Regions from separate parts of the Bicyclus anynana genome. Here region 1 is linked to region 2. Evidence: chromatin contacts called from public Hi-C data. All regions are on one chromosome and are shown on one strand. Each heading gives the region's core, a stretch centred on a gene start, on an enhancer-like site or on the middle of the called end of the contact. The rest is flanking DNA. Distances are from core to core; before and after follow the strand shown. Region 1 holds the start of LOC112057183 (TATA box-binding protein-like 1). Region 2 holds the start of LOC112052471 (rab3 GTPase-activating protein catalytic subunit).

The links. Hi-C and Micro-C count contacts between places; a contact is called where the count stands out from the background.
Region 1: a contact with region 2 is called in a Hi-C map of whole larva, with 4 times the contacts expected there. The contact joins the promoter of LOC112057183 here to the promoter of LOC112052471 in region 2. A contact is called at or near these places in 2 of 2 Hi-C or Micro-C datasets (whole body and whole larva).

Annotation. Positions count from the first base shown.
Region 1 is chr3:6,033,182-6,035,881 of ilBicAnyn1.1, reverse strand. LOC112057183 (TATA box-binding protein-like 1) reads left to right here and starts at 1,278. Exons shown (of 5, transcript XM_052891306.1): 1 at 1,278-1,543. LOC112054042 (rho-associated protein kinase 2) reads right to left here and starts at 729. Exons shown (of 13, transcript XM_024093687.2): 1 at 107-729. The coding sequence starts at 287.
Region 2 is chr3:5,891,877-5,894,576 of ilBicAnyn1.1, reverse strand. It overlaps LOC112052471 (rab3 GTPase-activating protein catalytic subunit), which reads right to left and starts at 1,339. Exons shown (of 4, transcript XM_024091564.2): 1 at 10-1,339. The coding sequence starts at 1,260. It overlaps LOC112052472 (CBY1-interacting BAR domain-containing protein 1-A), which reads left to right and starts at 1,665. Exons shown (of 8, transcript XM_024091565.2): 1 at 1,665-1,874; 2 at 2,526-2,685. The coding sequence starts at 1,738.

The DNA.
Region 1 (2,700 bases), core at 29-2,528, 140 kb before region 2:
TTACACAAAGAATGTAATAACTGATAGAATAGTCTCATTCATTGTTCATGACATTAAGAGACATCCAAATTAATTAAGGGCGGCGGGTATTTATGGGAAGGCTCACATCTGCTGGTGTAGGCCTCGACGTTTTTCATCCGTCGGATGGCCGGGTGATCGCAGTCGGAGACGAGTGCCGTGACGGTGTCGAGCAAACAATCCACGTTGCCCGTGGAGCGCGGGTCGCACAGCTTCTCCTCCAGCGCGCGTAGGCGCCGCAAGCGCTCCTCGTCCTTTACTGTCCCCATACTGAGCCCTGGATCACTCTATCGTGTACTAAACGCCACCGTACATTCTCCTCAAAGGTACACCGAATGGGAACACCACTCTCATTACGGCACATCAACGCATCAATCGTATTCTCACTGAACACTATCTAGGACTAACTAGCATATGAAACAGCGAGAAACTTATGTTTCATTATAGAAAAATTTACTTGCTACAGTTTAGAGTGACAGCAGATAAAGGTGGTTCTCACAACAAAGCATATGCACGTTTGCAAACATAACCGATTGTTATAATGTTATTTAGCACATTTGATGAACTTTTAATGATACTGCGCAACTTATTTACAAAACTAATTGGCACAACATTGAGAATAATGTAAAAAATAACTAATTAATAAAAACCGCTTGATTGATGAACGATGATCAAACCACTCAAACAATAATCTGAAGTTGGCAAACATCAAAAGGTTCGCACTTTGCAATGGCGACCAGAATGAAGTTAGCCAGAAATTGGTAGCCAGACACAGATATACGAAAAATATTTACAGACTAAAAATGAAATGATTAACTCGTAAGAGCAAAAAATCTTTTTTTTCTTTCAATAAAATAGCTCTCATACAACATTTTTTTAACGGCAACAAGACAAAATAATGGGCCATTAAAACTTAGGCTGCAGGATTACATTATGCAGGAAACCCATTACAACTGTTGTAGATACAACTTCATTAATTTTTGATTACAGGGCAGGGTATATATTTAATATGATACACCCTGTAAAAAGTAAAAAAGTAGCGTACCTTTAGTAAAAAGGTAGCGATTTGTGATCAAGCTTTTTTCTCTTCCGTCTTGAATGTATAATTACAGTAATTCCTCCGAATAGTCCAATATAATTTGGCAATGGCTTAAATTGTTTTGTTATATGCTCTTTGGTTCTTTCCGCGATTTATATAGTCTGTAGCTGTAGGTCACTTTACATTTCATTTCATTCATTCACGCAGCAGATGTAAATGAATGAATTGAGCGAAATCACTTTTGTTCTCGTCGAATAGAATATGGCGGTGCAGGATGTGCAAAAGCTTTTAATTTTCTGATTCTATGTGCGATATTTTTTGGCTTTTTAACTATAAAGTTACTATAAATATAGTATTGCATGTAACCTATACTGTGAGTCGCCTAACTTGAGCTTTTAGTTAAATTTCTAGTCTAAGTTGCAATGAAAATTATTACTTCATTGGTGGTGTAAAAATAATTGTGACAAATATAGCACACAATTTCAGGTAATTTATTTTTATTTGTATTTGTGGACAAGCTTTAAATTGATTGATTTTGATAATCCTAATTCCTAGGTTGGTATATCCAAAACGTCCATCCTTTGCTTTGTCATTCCGTTTCAGCTGTTCGTTATTCGTTAGAGGTCTTTCATGCAAGTTTTTTTATCAGGATCAATCGATTGGGTTATTTTTTGTCTACATAGTGACCATTTGGTGTAAAATTACCAACGAAAAGTTAAACATTCATTATCTATCTCCTCTTAATCACGTGTGGTTTAATCTTTATTATGGGGTCAATAACTGCTAGCTGATGCCTATTTTTCTTCATTATTCTCAACATTTCGGTCAAAAATTAAATTTATGAATTCCTAAACACATAAAAAACTTTGTTCGGGTTATATTAAACATCGAAACACGTTCGTTTTCATTGTGGTTCTAGCGAACGGGTGTAAATTTTTGAATGGCAAACGTGTAAGAGCAATATTATTACATACTGATCTGTTTCTGTGACGAGAGCAATATGACTGGGGGCGCAGGCCGCGGGGGCCGGGGCGCGCGGGGCCGACGGTCCGGCAGTCAGCTGTGCGAGTGTCATGTCGTCGCATCTCGTCGCGCCGTGGGAAGTGGCCTAAATTACTGCCCCTCCATTGAGTTTTTCGCAAAATTTTGTTCTATGACAGTAATGACCCACATTAGTGCAAAAAAAAAGTATCAAAATCTCCTAAAATATTGAAAGCATTTAACTCTAACTGGGTGTTGGTGCTGTAGTAAAATTTTTCAAGTAGGTATGTTTACCACATAAAAATCTGGATTGATTTGGCATATCCATTTTGATGGAATATTTTGTGTTCAGTGAGTCCTTTGTGTGGCATGTACTTCTTTAAATTATCATTCATTTGACCAGTAATTCTAATGAAGCTGCTCTATATAATCCTCTACACCTTTATGTTTAAATACTTGAAAATTCTAGGAAAATTTTATTGATTCATTAATGTAATGTCAGTAATACACTTATAGATTTCATTGTAAAAGGTTTTTTTTAATTGTAATGATATTTATATTTTTGTAAATATGTGGAATAATAAATTAACTTAGATACATCCGTCAAATGATGTGCGTTAGGAGAACAGAAATAAAATTGTGTTGTATGAACAAAAAGTAAA
Region 2 (2,700 bases), core at 90-2,589:
TAAACAAACCTTTTTATTCCCTATTTCCAATGTATCAGGATAAGGGAAAGTATTGTCCTCTACAGCATCAGGAAACACATAATAGAGCAAAGGCATCAACAAATCATCAGATATTGGGCCCTTGAATTCTGAAAAATGAGTGCTCCTACCTACTGCAGCTTTTACTAATTTAGAAATAGTTATTGGGGCTTCTGTGATTTTGTTCAACGGATTGACCAAGCCCAGACTTCTGCTAAGTCCTAAAACATCCATCAGTAAGCTATCTCTATCTAATAAATTCATTATTTTTCTTATAACTTCTGATAGCATACAGTTAATGTTGTTTCTTAACTTAAGACTAATTGTCCAAGTGGGTGCCATTATAGGATCAATATCAGAGAATGTTGATGAGTCAACAATGGCACTTTCTCGGAAATGTGGCCAAATTGCATTAAGTAGAGCACTATGCAGAGGATTATTCTCAGAGCCAAATGGTAACTCTATTAACTTTTTAACATCAAATCCGTCAATTGATAAGAACTCATTCGAATGAGTCCTCTTCCTCCACGTAAAGGAGTCTGAATCTTTGAGCTCATAAGAAAATTTTGTGGATATTACGACAGCGTCTAGAGGCACAGGTGATGATATTTTAGACTTAAACATACTGACTAAGCCGCTGAGATGTGAACACTGATTTGATATACGCTTCAGATGTATGACGTCGAAGCTAACTTTGTAATCATTGTCTTCAAAAATTCCTAAGTAAGTGTGTTGCCAGTGTTCCCTAATTTTAACAAAAAATGGAACACCACAGTCTACTATCGAAAATGCAATGTTAACAGAACTCATTATGAGCTTTATTAGACTGCCATCGATGAGTGGAGCTTTAGGATACAGCATGAGGTATCTCTTGAGCCCGAACCAGTTTGATACAGGAAACGGACTTCCGTCAATATTGTCCATGAAGTTTGTAGTGGAATCCCACAGATTTTGCTGAACATCATTTAAGAAAGATTTTTCTTCCGGTTCTCTTTCACTGTCTGTATTTTTAACTGGTTCTAATGCGTTGTACGTCAGTGTAAAACTCAAACCACGGAACTTTACTTCCTCCGTTTTCGCAATCCATTTCTTTGTGTATTCTGTACATGTTTTAGTTAACTTAGATTTAGATAAATTCCACTCAAAGAGTATCTCTTCTAATCGTGCTATCAGTACTTCCCATTCTGAAGCTGTTGTGAAATCTTGATGATATATGTCATATTCATCAATTTCTTCATTCATTGTTAATTTTTGCAAATTTCTTATTTTTATTGTTGATTATTTGTGGAATGAACAGCTGTTTATGACAATGACGTTTATTCATAGACTATAGATGTATAGAACATATTACTCTTTGATTTCAGTAATCTATTTGTCTATGGGTTGAGTGATGCTCTTATTTTGAACTATTGGACTATTGAGACCCACTGAATAATTACTGATTAGAAAGTATTACGATTATTTTTCACTCATTAAAGATGTCGACAATTTCTTTGTTGTCAATAAAATATATAAATTGTTAATATAAATGATAAAAGCTATCACAAAGAGGATACATTACACATTTATACTCTATGCTACATTGTTCAAAATGCCATAGACAGTTTGTCTTACCAGCCAGTGTACATAATCTGTGCTCATGTAACCAAGGTAACGGAAATCTAAATACAAAATAAACCGCCAGTGTTTTCTAAGTATATGTAAAAGACGAAATTAAATATGTTTAGAGGAGATAATGCACATTCATTAAGTTATGAGCAACAAGCAAAATTTATTCAAGACCGCATCACAAATGTTGAAAAGAATTTTGGCGAGTTGTGTGTGGGTTTCGGAGATTACACAAGAAAAACCGCTAAGTAACTATACTCATCTTTACTAATCTACACTAGTATTATAAAAAGGTAAAGTTTGTGGTATTGTAGGGGATTTAATCTCTGACTCTACAGAACCGGACTGAAAATTATTTTACCACTAGAAAGCCACGTTATTTGTGAGTGTCATAAGCTATACAGGATGTCCCGTAATTAATGGATAAAATAATTTTTTTACAGGACCTTTTTTATAATTCAGGTCATCTTGTAAGAAAAATAATTATTTCATTCAATGCTTTCTCTACAAAACAAATAAAAGATTACCTATTTATAAAAGGAGTATTTTAGTAATTTGATCCATAATGTTTAACAAAGATCACATCTTTAAAATTTTAATTAAAGCAGCTACAGCATGAAAATCAGCTTTAACACAACTTTCCCCAAAGTGAGATTGGTAGTGCCTTGCTTGCTGTATAAAAAAACACTTATTTTTAAAAACTATTAAAAATATGCAAAATCCGTAGGTAAATTCGTATTAAAGACTAAATGTGGCTTGGGATGAACGCTCTCCCCCACCTATATTTTATCCCCGTATTCTCACGGAAACGGGAACTACGCGGGTGGAATCACGGGGCGTCGGCTAGAATATATTTAGAACCTTTGTTTCATTTATAAATTATATAAATTTTATTACAGATTACGTGATATGGGTGACGAACTAGCTAAAATTTTAAAGGAATACGCCAATAATGAAATAGTAAACAAATCGCTAAGTACTGGGCTTGATAATTTATCAATAACGCTTACTGCTATAGAAGAATACAGAAACTGTGAAGTTCAACGCTTGGAAGCTAAGGTGTATAAATTACCC